Linked DNA regions of Sus scrofa: regions 1, 2, 4 and 5 are each linked to region 3. The links are chromatin contacts, called in public Hi-C, HiChIP or PLAC-seq and promoter capture Hi-C maps. All regions are on one chromosome and are shown on one strand. The core of a region is the stretch at or near the end of the contact, and the rest is flanking DNA. Distances in the headings are between cores, read along the strand shown.

What was found. Promoter capture Hi-C pulls out the DNA fragments that hold promoters and counts their contacts. A called contact is a pair of places that touch in the nucleus more often than the background predicts. HiChIP or PLAC-seq counts read pairs in DNA pulled down with a chosen protein or histone mark.
Region 1: a contact with region 3 is called in an H3K27ac HiChIP or PLAC-seq map of alveolar macrophages. The contact joins the promoter of ZNF432 here to the promoter of PPP2R1A in region 3. A contact is called at or near these places in 1 of 47 Hi-C or Micro-C datasets (epiblast stem cells) and 1 of 2 datasets of contacts at active chromatin or transcription factors (alveolar macrophages).
Region 2: a contact with region 3 is called in a Hi-C map of liver, with 7 times the contacts expected there. The contact joins the promoter of LOC110261292 here to the promoter of PPP2R1A in region 3. A contact is called at or near these places in 3 of 47 Hi-C or Micro-C datasets (heart right ventricle, liver and skeletal muscle).
Region 4: a contact with region 3 is called in a promoter capture Hi-C map of liver, with 3 times the contacts expected there. The contact joins the promoter of ZNF614 here to the promoter of PPP2R1A in region 3. A contact is called at or near these places in 1 of 5 promoter capture datasets (liver) and 3 of 47 Hi-C or Micro-C datasets (epiblast stem cells, fibroblasts and heart right ventricle).
Region 5: an H3K27ac HiChIP or PLAC-seq map of alveolar macrophages shows a contact between it and region 3. The contact joins the promoter of LOC100625971 here to the promoter of PPP2R1A in region 3. A contact is called at or near these places in 1 of 47 Hi-C or Micro-C datasets (heart right ventricle) and 1 of 2 datasets of contacts at active chromatin or transcription factors (alveolar macrophages).

Annotation. Positions count from the first base shown.
Region 1 is chr6:58,150,990-58,154,098 of Sscrofa11.1, forward strand. It overlaps ZNF432 (zinc finger protein 432), which reads right to left and starts at 1,702. Exons shown (of 5, transcript XM_021094922.1): 1 at 1,575-1,702; 2 at 1-71.
Region 2 is chr6:57,722,833-57,725,981 of Sscrofa11.1, forward strand. LOC110261292 (zinc finger protein OZF-like) reads right to left here and starts at 1,900. Exons shown (of 4, transcript XM_021097266.1): 1 at 1,859-1,900.
Region 3 is chr6:57,963,586-57,966,715 of Sscrofa11.1, forward strand. It overlaps PPP2R1A (protein phosphatase 2 scaffold subunit Aalpha), which reads right to left and starts at 1,363. Exons shown (of 15, transcript NM_214024.1): 1 at 1,276-1,363. The coding sequence starts at 1,353.
Region 4 is chr6:58,133,095-58,136,417 of Sscrofa11.1, forward strand. ZNF614 (zinc finger protein 614) reads right to left here and starts at 1,849. Exons shown (of 3, transcript XM_021097260.1): 1 at 1,463-1,849.
Region 5 is chr6:58,187,264-58,190,431 of Sscrofa11.1, forward strand. LOC100625971 (zinc finger protein 613) reads right to left here and starts at 1,848. Exons shown (of 9, transcript XM_013995152.2): 1 at 1,646-1,848; 2 at 1,029-1,108; 3 at 230-372. It overlaps LOC100517161 (zinc finger protein 84-like), which reads left to right and starts at 1,858. Exons shown (of 5, transcript XR_002344783.1): 1 at 1,858-2,281.

The DNA of each region.
Region 1 (3,109 bases), core at 452-2,951, 190 kb after region 3:
TATAACAATATCTAGGTCCTGGAACCTCCTCTTTCTTTGTTCATTTCTTGTCTCTTGCTGGGACCTGTGAGCTGAAAAGCAAAATTTCCTTTAGGATTATAGTCCTTCTTGCTGCCCACTTACCTTAACACGTGGTCCCCAGTATTTCCGTCCCTCGTTTGGTTCCCTAGGAGACTTCACAGCTCAGGCCAATAAAACTTAGTCCCTGAATATGTGGAAGTGGCATGAATTCGAAAGGGAAAGTGGCAAAGGAGAATCAACATAGCACCATATTTCAGTGGCAGGTAATTTTCAGAAAAATTATAGAAATGAGGTCATAAGGGCAATGAGGAAGTATAAATTTTTCCTTTAAACTTTGTTGCTCTCATACCTCCTTTAAAAAAATGCTCGTACACCCTGTTTATATGCACACTTCAATATGAGAACCACGATCACTCACACACACACACACACACACACACAAAGAGGAGTTCTCATTGTAGCACAGTGGAAACAAATCTGACTAGGAACCATGAGGTTGCAGGTTTGATCTCTGGCCTTGCTTAGTGGGTTAAGGACCTGGCATTGCTGTGAGCTGTGGTGTAGGTGGGCAGCTACAGCTCCAATTTGACCCCTAGCCTGGGAACCTCCATATGCCAAGGTTGCGGCCCTAAAAAGACAAATATGTGTGTACACACACACACACACCACACACACACACACGCACTGGGAAAACAGCAGCCTTTATATATTCGCATATAGAAGCTGAAATGAAATCAGTCAATTTACAATAGAAATCTAATTTAAAAGCTTACTATATTTAAATATGCAAAATCGTTCATCTTCCCCCAAACTTTCTTCATTTCTTTGGATTCAAAAGAATGGGTGATAGAGGGAGCCAAAAGGGAGGAGAAAAATGGGTGCTGGTGAAGAAAGAGACTTGGACCTGAAGCTTTTAAGAAATGTTAACTAACCTTCAAGTCTGTCCCAGCTGCCAAAGTCTGAGCTCAACGTACGCACCTACCAGGACTCCCCAGCCTCCAGACCTTCTGCTGTCCCACCTCTCGGCACAAAAGACGGTGATAACCGCCCCACCGGATTAAGACCAAACCAGACCTGATACACGCGCACGCGGACCTCCTTAACGGTTCTTCGACCTTCGGGCTCCAAATTCTTCGAGACCCTGAACAAGAAGCCGCAATCATTCGACAAGCGCCCCCCGCCCCTCCAACCAGGTGTCAGTCACCTGCAGGGAGAGTGGCCCGTGAAGACCCTGAACGCTGACCTCAGGACAGCTTCATCTGTTCAGACGTTTAATCGTTAACCACCAGAGTCCCCTTTGATGGACCCCAAAGACGCCCCGATCACAACATCCAGCACAGACTCTTCCCTGTTCCTTTCCAAAAAAACGAAAAACCCCAAAAAACCAAAGCCAAAAAACCACCATCCCCAAGCTACCTTCACGGACTCAGAAGAGCCACAACCCACCGAAAGGCCAACAGACCGTCCCCGTCCCCGCCTATTCTACAGACCGACCCTCACACCGACCTGGTTCTCTCCTGAACCTGCAGCGACCTCTTCCGGGCCTAACTTACTTCGCTAAACTTCTTTCACTTCTGGTCCTCTCGCCCAGCCCCCTCTCCCGAGACCAACGGACACGGGTCAACAGCGTTTCTATCGCGTTTCTATGGTGAACGGATTGGGAGTTTCCGGCTTTTCTTTATGAGGTAATATACGCGCGCCGCCGCCGTTGCTTAGGAGCCCTGAGGGGGCCGCCATCTTTGCACACCTGACGTACAGAAAGCCGAGCCAGACTGTCAGGGGCCGTGGCTGGAACTCTCCAGTTTCCCGGCACTTCAGCCCTTCACGGAAAACGGGGAGATTATCAGAGGCTCGAGTTCACACAATACAAACATGACGTGGGGGTAGAGTCGTTTGAATGGACAGGTGTTGCTAGCTGTAAGGGGACTGTGAAGGGCGCAAATTTTTCTAAGACCGAAGCCCACCACGACCAAAAGGGCGCGGCGTACATCCTCAGACGGCTGGGACGTCTCTGCTCGGTCAAAAATTAAAACTACCTCTGGACATCTCCATCACTGGTTAATTTCGAAAAAGAAGGCTCTATAAAAACTATCGTATACGCGACAAAAAAAAAAAAAAAAAAAAAGACGGTGGCGCAGTGTGTCCTTTACGGTTTGCGCCGTTAAACTGGAGCATCATGGGCGCGGCCATCTTGGAGGAAATTGTCCGTACCGCAGAGCAAATGCTTGCTGCGAACTGGCGGGCGAAAGTGTGAGGGGAAGACCCGAGGTTTGAAAAAGTGATAGTACGGGGGATGCAGCGATCACAAAGTGAGCAGAAACAGTGGACGTTGTGAGCCTTTACTCAACCTTGGTCCTCACCCTGCCCAAATGCAAAACATGCTACCTTCTAGCACTGAACTGCCTTGTGCCATTATAGATCAGTCTGCGTTCTTTCCATAAAATTAGTAGTATGTGCAGCTCCTGCTGTGCCGCATGGGGACTGGCCACCTCTTGGGAGTGCGGGGACACAGGTTTGTCCACAACTGCAGCTTAAGATGCAACAGTGGCTGGGATCTGATCCCTGGCTCTCGGACTCCAAATCCCCGGGGGACAGGGAAATGAAAATAAATAAAAATAAAATGAGCAATATGTGCTGGCTTCTTTCACATAGCAGGAATGTTTTTAAAAAGCATCAGCTTTAAAGCGACAGTGGTTCAGACTTTTTTGTTGCTTAGTATCCCAGTGTTGGATACTCCAAAATGAGATGAATCATTCACCAGCTGGTGGACCTTTGAGTGGTTTCCAGTTTTTTGAATACTGCAGATGGCACTAATACGAACAGTCCTGTGCAAAAAATGACCTCAGAGAGCTAGTTTTCTCACAGTCCCCATGCGTCGTCTTCACATCATCAAGAAGTCTTTGCCAGACATTTACAAGCCTACTAACCATTTCTAGCCCTGCTCCCCCTCATATTCTCTTCCTCTCCTTACCCCAGCCCTGTGTGAGAACACTCACTCACGCAGGGGAAACGGGGATCTTGAGAACATGGGCTCAGGATCAGACGTCAGGTTCTCCTACTTGCTTCAAGTATCTTCAACCCCCATCGG
Region 2 (3,149 bases), core at 650-3,149, 240 kb before region 3:
AAACCCCAACAGGAAGATATCAATGACTGGCCTCAAAGGAATTATTCTCCTTGTCCAGCAACAAGCCCAGCCAATGAGAAACACCTTGTGCCTCCAAAAGTCCACTTTCCTCCAATGGGCTTTTGTGCAGAACAACTACTCCCACCTTCCCCCTTTTTCTCTAGAAAGTAATATTCCTCTCCTTTGCTTGCTGGGACTTCCCTGTGGTTTCTGCTACTTTTCCAGTCCTGTATTGTGATTCCTTAAGGAACCCGTGCTGCTGGTTTATTGTTTTATAATAACTCGTACTGTGTCTTTCCACGTTCCTCATCTATCCTTCACTGTGCCAGCTGTTTATGGTTGTCCTTCATTCTTTTCTCTTTTTCTACTTCTGAGTTCTCTTGACCAGGAATGGGATATGTGGATGAAGCATGTCTCCTGCCACATCAGTAAACAAAGGATGCGGTGGCTCTCAGTGGATGCAGCCTCCCCACCCTGCCTCACTTGGGACTGTGCACTCTGAGGGGACTCAGGATGGAGAAAAGCAGAATGCTGGCCTTGGACAGTCAAGGTGCACATCCAAGGAAGGATTTCCAAGAGCCCAGACTTTACCACCTTCCCATACACTGAAAAGCAGTAAATTCATTAACTTGACATTTCTGGTTTTCTTTAACACTTAACTTTTTTTTTTTTTTTAAGTGCCACACCCGCAGCATACGGAGGTTCCCAGGCTAGGGGTTATAGCCGCTGGCCTACACCACAACCACAGCAACGACAGACTGAAGCCGCGTCTGCAAGACTACACCACCTCTCAGGGGAATGCAGGACCCTTCACCCACTGAGTGAGGTCAGGGATCAAACCTTTGTCCTCATGGTTCCTAGTCAGATTCGTTTCCGCTGAGCCACGATGGGAACTCCAACACGAATCTTTGGATGCGCCAACTAACTGGATTGTTGTTGTGGCTTTTTTCGTTTTGTTTTTGCAAAACTCCTATACACCCTCGGCTCCTCCTTCACCTCTTGGGAGCAGTCCCTCAGAGAGGCTGTGGCTGGGCTTAAGTCCGCAGTTTTGGTTTTTTGATTGTAAGTTGATTTACAATGTTGTGCCAACTGCTGCTGTACAATAAAGTGAACCATGCATACACACACGCTCTTTTTCTCATATTATCTTCTACCATGTTCTTATCCAAAAGCCTATAGTTCCCTTGTGCTGTACAGTAGGACCTCACCGCTTATCCATTCTAAATGCAATAGTGTGCATCTACCAACCCCAAGTCCTCAGTTTTATCTGCCAAATAAAACATAATTCTCAACTTCTAGGTGATACCTGTTTAGTCAACAGAAAGGATTAGATGCCCGTTTATTAATTCCACAGTAACAGAGCACGTTATCGAGTGGGGTAGAATTTGGGGCAGAAAAATTCTGAGTGTCTCAAGACAGGCCCGTTTTAGCTTTTTTCCCCAACTGCAAGGTGAGGAGAGACAGAGACTAAAAACGAGGGGCCTGGGAACCAGAACATCCCGGCTGTGGAGTGTGCGAGGTGAAGGAAAGTGGGTGTGTTTCTGGAACGGAGCGGGCTCTCCAGAATCCCGGGGCCAGAAGCAGGACGGAGCCTCTCCTGCAGCGGGGCGGTGGGCTCGCGGCCCTCCAGGGGCGGAGACGCCGAGGCAAGGGGGCGCGAGGGGCAGGGATCCGCTCGCGGATTTCCACAGGAAAGCGAAGCCGCAGCCCCTCCCCCTCCCGCCTCGCACGGCGACGCCTGCATTTACTTCGTCTGCTGGACGAAGGCCGGGATTTTAGGATCAGTAGGAGCCTCGGACCCAGATACGGGGGACAGGGTACCGCAAACACCGGTTTAAACAAGAAAGATGAAACTCACGCTCTCGTAGGGTGACCCTCGCTCCGCGGGAACCGCTTCCGGGTCTGCAGGAAACTGCGCAGTGAGCGTGGAGGAGAGAGGCGGGGCGACGTGGAGGCGGGGCCTGGGCTGGGAGGGACGTAGAGACGTAAAAGAGAGCGGACCCGGGCGGGGCCAGATCGGGGGCGGGGCCAGATCGGGGGGCGGGGCTAGGGCTGCACTCTCCCGGTGCCTCTGGTTTTCAGGATTTGAAAGTGCTTGTCTGTTTCTTCTGTGCAACCCTGTTGCTTCCTGCTTATTTTAAGACACTGTTGAAACCACGCAGGATCCGTCACTCTCCCCGGTACAAATCCTTTCTTATGTCCCTCTTCCTGTTTGTGGGAAATAGGCTTCAGCCTCCTAGACTCTCCTTGAGTATCAAAAGTCAGAGTCACATAGTTGCTAATCAGGAAGTAAGGGAATGCAGAAACGAAGGAGGAGCAATCAAGCAACAACGGTGCATGCAGTGATTAAAGCAGGATCCTGGGTGCTCCTGAATTATCTCTGAGTTATTCTATGGGAACTAAACCCACACCTAGGTGGAGGATGTTAATTTTAGGCTGAGCTCAAGATTCCTGGAGCGCCTCCCTATACCTCACAATGAAAGGATGAAAATGCAACCTAACCCTCCCAGAACCCAGGAAGTTAATAAAAAGCTCTAAATGCCCCCGAATTCCAGACCCTGCTGGCTGCCAGTAAATAGGTAGAAGGTCACACTTCCTATTGTTCCAGGGCCTGCTATCCTGGCCTAAGTAAGATAACAGGAAATGAGTTGACTAATCGCTTATCTGGATTCTGTAAAACTGACTGGCACCATAGAAGAATTGATTACACATTGACAGCCCTAGTGACCTATCTCAACTGCAATCTGTCACTCTGCCCAGGAGCCCACGCAGATGCGGACCTCCGGAGCTATTTTAAAATGATTGGTCCACGGAGCGCGGGCTCTCGATATTTTAAAATGATTGGTCCACGGAGCGCGGGCTCTCGATATTTTAAAATGATTGGTCCACGGAGCGCGGGCTCTCGATATTTTAAAATGATTGGTTTGTGACGCACAGGCTTTGTTGTGAACCCCATAAAAGCTGTCCCGATTCCGCACTCGGGGCCGCAGTCCTCTACCCCTGCGTGGTGTACGACTGTGGGCCCCAGCGCGCTTGGAATAAAATCCTCTTGCTGTTTGCATCAAGACCGCTTCTCGTGAGTGATTTGGGGTGTCGCTCTTCGAGCCCGGACGAGGGGATTGTTCTTTTACTGGCCTTTCAACTACCAA
Region 3 (3,130 bases), core at 113-2,612:
AGTGCAACCCGTTCAATTTTTTTTTTTTTTTTTTTTCTCTTGGCTCTTCTAGGGACGCTCCCGCAGCATATGGAGGTTCCCAGGCTAGGGGTCTAATCGGAGCTGTATCTGCCGGCCGACACCACAGCCACAGCAACGTGGGATCCGGCAACGCCGGATCCTTGACCAGCGAGGCCAGGGATCGAACCCGCAACCTCATGGTTCCTAGCCGGATTCGTTAACCACTCCGCCACAACGGGAACTCCGCGACTGGTTCAATTTTATAAGTGGGGAAATTGAGGCCCAAAGGGAGGATGGACCTCTTCAATCACCACTCCCAATAATTACAGGTACATTTATTGGGCCTTTACAACAGGTCAGGCGCCGTCTAGTATTTCTTCTGTTATAAACTCTGTCACTCACTACCATCCAAGGAGGCCGGGACTATTACTGGCCCACGTTTTATGGAAAACAAGCCCAGATCGGTGAAGTAATGTGCACAAGGTCAATGGGCGGGTGAGAGGTGGGGCTGGGATGGGCGAAGCCCTGAGTCCTACCTCTTCTCGACCCCTCGCCACCCCATGCCACTCATCAGAAACGACAGCCCGCTTGGTAAACTGCCCCCCCCCGCCCCCGGCCCCAGTTAAGGGGAGAACACCGGAAGGGGGGGCCAGTGGCTAGCTGGCAATTCGCTTCGGAATTTAGCTAGTTCCACCCTTGGGAGTGGGGTTTTGGCCTCCCGCTTCTTTCGGAGGGTCTACACCAAAACTGCCGGGAGAAGAAGAGCAGGATTTGGAAAGTCATCCTTCACGTCTCCGTCTCCATTTGGAGAGATTACACCCACAGCGCTGAGCCCCAGCCGCACGAACCCAGAAAGGAGAAAACCTACGCGGGTCCCCACCAATCCGGCGGCCCCTCCCCCACTCGGAGAAAGTCGCGAGCCCACTCCATCCCCAAGGGGCCATTCAGGGGCCGCCGCCAATCACCCGGCCCTCCCCTCGCCTCTCCCCCACCCGGTCGGCCGACCCCTCGTGGGCCGCGGCCTCCGAGGCCCGGAGCGGCCACGCGCATTTGGCAGGCCTGGGGACCCTCCAAGCGCGCCCTCTGCGGGGCCGACACCCAATCCCGGACGCCGTCTCATCGAGTCCGGGGAACCGGAGAGGTGTGAGCGGAACACTGATTGGCCGCCGCCCCCTTCCGCCACTCCCTGCGAACACTGAATCTTCTCCGCGAGGGACGCCGGTGCCCCCCAGGTACCCCTTCCTCTCTTCCCCAAGTCCCCCGGAGCCTCCGGACCTGAACATCCTCGTTGCGGAGCTCGTCTATGAGCACCGCGATGGGGTAGAGCGAGTCATCGCCGTCGGCCGCCGCCATCTTGGCTCCGTCTTGTGTCTGTCAGACTGCGGCCGGCGCCGTGCTGAAACCCGGGTAGGGAGGGGCTGGGCCGGGAGGAGGAGAGAAGGACTTGGGGGCGCCCGGGCCACGTTACAGGGGCTGCCCTACATTCATTGGCCGCGCTACGCCGGGCCAAGCCTGCGTTTCTTTGGCCCGGACAAATAAAGTCCCGCCCACTGCCCATTTGCCATTGGTCCAAGGGAAGAGATTGAGCTTGCCGGAGCCTAGGAGGGGGGAGGAGGAAACGGAAGTACGCGGTATCTTAGCGACTAAGATTGTGCCCGCCTACGTCGCCGCCAACAACGGCCTAGACGAGCAGTTGTTTCTAGCCAATGAGGGGCGGGATTGGAAGGTGGCGAAGCCTGCCTGTCCGAGCCCTGGAGAAAGCTTACCCGCGTGCGTCGCTTGGAATGCGTGACATCATGTGGGGAACAGAATCGTACAGGTTTCGGCTTGCGAGGCAGCGGTCCCCCTGCCTGGCGGGAGGGCGCACTCCAAGATTGTTTGTGCGGGAGGAGGTGGGAGTGCGTCCTTGATTTGTGCCGTATTATGCCGAGGCCTAGGGAAGGATGGCGACTTAACCTTATTCTCTGGGTAAAACCTAGGCCCCTCAGGCTGGTATGTCTATCTGATTTCCTGAACCCTCTCTAGGCACGTCTCCTTTTGGAAAATTGGCTGCCTGAGCACACCATGCTTTTCTCTCTTTCTCTTCCCCCCCCCCCGCCGCCGGACAGTCCAAACCATCTTTCCCAAAGACCCTACCCACTCCACTTAGGAAACTATTCCCCCTAAAAGGGGCAGGGGTGGTGGTGGAGGGGGCTTGCATATTTCAATCCTTGCCCTCCTTATTCCCCGGATATTCCCCTTACCCCAAACCTGCCAGCCCTTTGGAGCTATGGGAGTCCCAGTGTGCCTATGCGTAGGGAGCCCCTGCATCGGACAGATGGAATCAGCAGCTTGATTCTGGTCAGACTGTTCCAAGAGCAGACCCTGACCATGATTATCCAAATGAGTGAGCCAGACAAGTCTCTCAGCACTGCAGTTTGGTTCCACAGTTCCCACCCTAAGAGAGGGATGTCCTTTATCTGACAGTCCACAGTTTCCCCAAGTGGCACACTAAACTGCTCGACCACTGGCAGCAGCCCAGGTTCCTAAGATCTGACCAGTAATGAGAACCATCATACCACACACCCCTGCTTCCAGTTCTGCCCTAACCAGTGGCCCAGGCAACACCATTAGGATTCAGCTTCCCTAAGGAAATCAGTCTTTAAAGAAATCTCAGAGCATGGAGGGTTTGAAGTGCCAGTGGCTTTGACTACAGTGTAGAGCTTAAAGTTTCCCCCAAAGCGATAGGAACCACTTATTCTTGTAAAGCCAGGATATTGCTAGAGCCACAGAAGTGACAGTGCTGGATTCTTAACCTGCTGTGCCACCTGGGAACTCCAGGCTTCAGTTTTGAGACACACTCATGAGCAAGCTAATTACTGCTTTTTGAAAGCAGTGGACCCATCAGTAGTGACAGGGTGGCTTGCAGGTGGAGGCTGCAATCCCTTTGCCAGAGGCCCCTGACAAAAATTATCAGTCACAAAGGCTTGTGCTGTCCCCATGTCCCAGGAGTCCTTAAGGGCTGGGCCTCCTTTAGATGATGGGGAGTCAAAGCAACAACAGTTGTGTTTTTTGGTTTTTTTTTTTTTGTCTTTTTGTCTTTTCTAGGGCTGCACCCTCGGCATATGGAGCTTCCCAGGCTAGGGGTCTA
Region 4 (3,323 bases), core at 599-3,098, 170 kb after region 3:
CTTAACAATAAGAAAATACCACCTGGAGTTTCCACTGTGGTGCACTGGGTTAAGAATCTGATGGCAACAGCTTGGGTCTCTGCAGAGGCACAGGTTCAATCCCTAGCTCAGGAACTTCCATATGCGGTGGGTGTGGCCATTAAAAAAAATTAAGGAAAAAAAAAAAACACACACAACCCAATTGAAAAATGACCAAAAGACCTGAACTGACACCTTACCAAGGAAGATACATGGAAAGCAAGTAAGCATGTGAAAAGATGTTTCACATCATACGTAATAAGGGAATTACAAATTAGAACAATGAGATACCACTGCCCATCTATTAGAATAGCCAAAACTCAAAAACGGAAACACCGAATGCTGCAGAGGATATGAAGCAATAGGCCCTCTAACATATTGCCGATGGCAAAACGGTACAGCCACTTTGGAAGACAGTTCAGCAGTTTCTTACAGAGCTGTTTGTTGGAGACCACGGAACTGCTGAACTCTGCAGAAGGCAAACTTGGCGCACATGCAAAAGCACAGCAAGCTAAGGACTGCTGACGCAGAGTTCTCAGGTACAGGGTCTCCTTCAAACGCAAGATAAGGGAGTCATACATGAACCAGGAGCAGCTGCACGATGCCCTGGAGGGATGCACCTGTCACTAGCTGCTAGTCGTTTCCTCTGTTATTCACTCAGAGATGGCTTTGTCATTGCCTGCACCTGATTTTGCTCAGGAACCTACGTCACCTTCCCTAATACAAGTCATGAGGACTAAAGCCTAGGCGCCTCTGTTCTGTGGAACGGAGGGCCTCCTGGTCCCCCACTTTCTTTCTGTAAAAGAGTCTCGTGTGTTTTGTTAGACCCCACAGTCCAGGATTTCCCCGTTGCCCTGCAGCGCTGAACGCGGCAGTGTGAGAGAGAAAAAAAATTTTTAGTCAAGTCCTTGAGGGCAGACTTGAAGGAGAGAATTGTATTTGAATGAACTGGAGAAATGCAGCCCTCAAGCCTGTTTCCCCGCATTCAAAGTCTGATCCTAAGCCAGCCTACAGATTCTCCAGGGGGCCCTGAACCTCCCCAAATAGTGAGCGCGCCAGGCACAAGTCTCTTGACTGAGTCCTATATTAAATGCCACATTAAACTCCAGACATGCCCAAGAAACCAACAAGGACATCCCGCTAACCCGGACTTCAACAGAGTCCCACGTTACATCTGGAACCCAGACCAGACACCGCGTTCAAACTTTCCACCGCTTTTTCAACCACTGAGTCTCTTAAGCAGAGTGATCCAAGTAGACCTCAAATAGTGCCAATCGGACTCTCGGCCGACGATTTCTTCAGACTCTTAATCACTGATTACTAAAGGCTCCATCACAAACGCTCAGGGGCTGAATCTAAATAAAATCCAAACTACGGTCTTTTACACACGCTCAGCTTCATAGAACCCCACAGACCACGAATCCAAGCCCAGAATCCAACTCACCTAATCTCAACCTCTTCAGGTACCACTGGGAGCGACGAAAGGCTGAGCCCACGACCAGAAAACCACTTTCTGTCCGGACGCCCTCCTTTGCGGTCCCTAGAGACGCTGACCACCTGGGACCGGGGAATCCCACGAGAACCTTGGCGCGTTGCCGGGGTTTCCGAGTTCCAACTGCGGGCTCCGCTCTGTGACGTAACACGGCCCCGCCCACATTGACGTTTGGATGGGCGGGGCCATCACGGCTGTGGGGAGAAATCGTTCCTGACCGCCTCAAAGCTTTCACCTCCTGGTTGCGAGGGACAGTCAGCAGTGATGTACTAAATGTAAGATTTCGGAGGCAGATGCCTCTCCAAGGCCAACATGGCTCGTTCAGCCTGCTGGGGAACCAAGAAAGATGGCGACGCCCTTTGTGTACTTCAGATCGGAAGCGCTATGGAGTACCATGGGCGCGGCCATCTTGGAACAAGACTCATGTCTGTACGGCAGAAAAGGGCTCAGATCCTAGGAGACCTGGAAAGATTTTAAAAGGTAGAAGCCGAGACATCACTGGAAAGGCAGCGGCCGCAGAGTTGATAAAAGCAGTGGTCACTAAAAATCTTAGGTTTGGGGAGAGAGCAGTTGTGTGTGGAGTGGGTAAGGTCTTTGGGAAGGAAGCAAGACAGCCACTGAAGAGGTGAAGGCTGAGTTCCTGTTGTGGCTCAGCAGGTTAAGGATCTGGTATCACTGCTGTGGCTCAGGTCGCTGCTGTGGCGCAGGTTCGATCCCTGGCCTGGGAACTTCCGCAGGCCACATGGGTGTAGCAAAAAAAAAAAAAAAAAAAAAAAAAAAAGAAGAAGAAGAAAAAAGAAAAGGCGAAGCCCAGGCAGAGTTGGATAAAAATGCTAATACCCACATGGGAGTGGATACAGAGCAACCTCTAGTGGGCAGGGTGATGAAGTGAAGGTGCAAGTGTATGTCTGGGTTTCCTTCCAAAAATAAATGAAGCTCCTCCATTACAGCCCATATACTAGGCTTAAAATTTCTCCATAGCATTTTTCAGAACTGACATTCTCCTGTTTTACTCAGGAGGCTTCACGAGACTTTACGTTCCATGAAGCCCATGACTTTGCTTGTTTGTTCACTGAAGTCTCTCCAGAGACAAAAGCAGAGCCTGGCAAAATAATGCTCAAAAAACATTTTATTTTTTTTTTTTTTAAGAGCTGAACATCGGCATATGGAAGTTCCCAGGCTAGGGGTCGAATCCGAGATGCATATGAGGGCTAACCCACAAACACAGCAACACTGGATCCGAGCTGCATCCAGCTGGATCCAAAACATTTTTAGGAGTTCCCATTGTGGTGCAGCGGAAACAAATCCAACTAGGAACCATGAGGTTTGATCCCTGGCCTTGTTCAATGGGTTAAGGATCTGGCATTGCTGTGGCTGTGGTGTAGGCTGGTGGCTACAACTCTTATTAGACCCCTAGCCTGTGAACCGCCATATGCCGAGGGTGAGACCCTAAAAAGACAAAAGACAAAAATAAAAAATAAAATAAAAACATTTTTTAAAGGAATGAATTACTCAGCACAGAGCTGGGGATTGAATAGTGCCACAACACTATATGGGATTTTTTTTTTTTTTTTTTTTTTTTTTTTTGCTAAAAGCAGAACTCACCACTTTAAACTGGATTAAATATTAAAATATGCTCCCTTTTTTTGGCTGTGCCCCTGGCATGCAGATATGCCTAGGCCAGGGATCAACCCATTCTACAGCAGTGACCCAAGCCACAGCAGTGATGATGCCAGATCCTTACCTATCCGGCCACCAGGGAACTCTTAAATATCTTTATTATGTCAAAGGATGTCAAAGGAAATAATTCTGG
Region 5 (3,168 bases), core at 598-3,097, 220 kb after region 3:
TAGGTGGCAGATACGGCTCGGACCCTGCATTGCTGTGGTTGTAGCATAGACCAGTAGCTGTAGTAGCTCCAATTCGACCCCTAGCCTGGGAACTTCCATATGCTGCAGGTATGGCCCTAAGGAGAAAAAAGAAAGGAAGGAAGGAAGGAGGAGGAAGGGAAGGAAGGAAGGAGAGAAGGAAGGAAGGAAGGAAGAAAATTGCTTGTAGTGGAAAAAAAAATCCACTCACTTGGTGCAAGAAGTATTCTAAGGTAGAAGAAACAGCTTTCCTTTGGGTGGAATTCCTTTTGTGCAGCTCCTTTGGAAAACAGTCTCACAGTTCCCCAAACAGTAAACAAACTTCCTGTGTGATCCAGCAATTTCCCTCCTAGGCTTATATGCAAGAGAAATGAAAGCACAGGTCCACACAAAAACTTGTACACAAATGTTTACAGAAGCATTATTTACAATAGTCAAAAGTGGAACTCAAATATCCATCAACTAATGAAAGAGAAAAAAAAAGCGCTATACATTCACAATGTATACATTCTCAATGAAAAGGAATGAAGTACAGAATCATGGTACCACATGGATGAACCTTGAAAGCATTATGCTAAGTGAAAGAAGCCAGTTACAAAAACCACCTATCATATGACTGAACATATAAAATACCCAGAATAGGCAAATCTATAGAGACCGAAAGTAAGATAGCGGTTGCTCTAGGATGGGGAGAATGGAAGTTGAATTGATATAAACAGCCGCAATATGATTAAGAAAAAGATAACCAACCTAACATAGAAAATAAATACACAACTTATAAAATGTTTATTCACCCTTAGCATGTGCAAAGATTAAAAGATTGATGAGGTGGTTAGGAAACAGGCACTCTGACAGAATCAGCACCCCACCACCCCCAATCTAAAATAAGGGTAATACTTATGTCCACCATCAATAGCTTTCAGAATATTAAGATCATGTTACTATTATGTTTGAAATAGTCCCTCATTCAAAAAAAAATGTGTATACACTTAATAAAAATTAGCTCTTACTTTTCAGTTGGAGTTCTTGGGGGAGGATGGATAACAGCCGGTAAAATGTATTCATTAATAGAACATTTTTGCACAACAACCTGGAAAAAAAATCAATCCAATTAAAAGTTTTCATTCTCATTGAATGAAAGTTCTACTAATTTCAGTAATTCCAATTCTACTAATTTCTTCACTAGAAAAAGCATGTAAAAATGACTGAATTGGGGAGTTCCCATCGTGGCACAGTGGTTAAGGAATCCAACTAGGAACCCTGAGGTTGCGGGTTCGATCCCTGGCCTCGCTCAGTGGGTTAAGGATCCAGCGTTGCCAGTGAGATGTGGTGTAGGTCACGGAGATGGCTTGCAGCTGGCATTGCTGTGGCTGTGGTGTAGGTAGGCGGCTACAGCTCTGATTAGACCCCTAGCCTGGGAACCTCCATATGCCGCAGGTGCGGCCCTAGAAAAGAAAAAAAGACCAAAAAAAAAAAAAAATTGAATTGAAATAAAGTCTGCACAGAAATTTCTACCAAGAGTTTCTGGCCCTCTATTCCTCCCCATTTGACCACCCTCCACCTCAGTCAGGTCAGAAACAAAACCCCTCCCTCGCTATCAGCTCTATCCTCCCAACAGCGCTCTCACCTTTCTCCCTGGAGGTGTCACCAAACTTTCACCACCAGTCTTTTCCTTTAACAAAATTTGTTTACTCTGGGCCCACAGTGGGACATGCTACCTCCCTGGTACCACCCTGACTTCTCCAAACCCTACGCTGTTCTGGAAAAGCATTCCTGGAAACCACTCCACGGGCTCCCAACTCCCTAAAGGTCGCTTCCTTTTCCCTTAAGGATGTGCGCACCTTTTTTAAGATGGCCGCGCCCACTGTGGTTGTGTAGCTTGGTACGTAGAAGAGACAAAGTGGAAGTGGACATCTTTGGGGTTGCGGCGCCTTTCTGGGTTGAGACCCGGGTCTCCCCGGAGATGGGCTAGAGCACGCGCACTGCCCTGTGCGACATTGCGATTGGCGTTAAGCCGACAAGTTTTGGGGGGCAGGAAAAGTGGTTGTACGGCAGATCTTCCAAGATGGCGGTTCCCACCGCCAGGGCGCTGCCATACTCTGTCACAGTGTCTTTGTCTAAAAGACGTGAAAGCTAAAGGGAATCTTCGTCGATCGAAGGTTGGCGGCCTACAGACTCGAATGCTACGGAAGCTAAACTCGATTTCCGAGGAGGAACAGCTAAGTTTGTGAATCAGCTGGTGCACGAAGGATCTACTTGGGGGGTAGGGTCTCAGTTTCGCGTTCTGGGAGCAGAAGTAGTTTGAGCTTTGCGGAGATACGAGCTTTGAGGTAGGGGAGGGCTACGGGGAGTCGGTGAGAGGAGCGAGCCCTTGTAGGACAGGGGATGCATTCCATGGTTCAGGAAGCGGGATGGTCAGAAATGAGGATGGCCTGCAGAGGGTCAGGATATTGGGAAAGATTGGAGTTGGCGTGGGGTTACTCTTTGTGGGAGAAGTCAGTGGCTGGGTGGCATTGGAGGCAAATCAGTGTTTGCCACGACCTAGGGAGTGGGTCAGTGACTGGGATGCACTTGGGTGAAGAGGTCAGTAACAGGAGCATCTTTGGGGGGAAGATTATTGATTGGGGGTGAATGACAGGACATCAGTGATTGGGTTGTCCCTGTAGGAAGTCAGGAATTGAGGTTTCTTTGAGGGCGTGTCTGAGCCTGAAAAGGTCTTCTGGGGGAAGATCTGCTTTGGAAGCCTTAGAGGGATGTCAGCGATTGGCGAATCCCTGGAGGAAGGTCAGCGACTGGGGAATCCTTGGGGTATAAGTGAGTGATTGAGAGCTCTCTGGAAAATTCACTAATGGGAATGCCCATGGTGGGAGGTAAGTGATTGACACCGCTTTGACTGGCAGTTTGGTGTTTTTTAATGTCCTTGGCTTAGGTGAGTGTTTGGGACATAGGTAGGGGATGCGGGTCAGCGACTGGGGCATCATTCCAGATGGTCAGTGAGTGGGGTGTCCTTGTGGGTAGGTTAGTTCTTGGGGCAGTTTTGTTTCTTGTCTTTGAGGGTCTCCAGTGGTCACTGAGAATCATGGGAATCTGAGTTTGGGTCTGGGTATGCTGATGATAATCTGTTAGAAGTCATGATTTATGTCAGAGAAA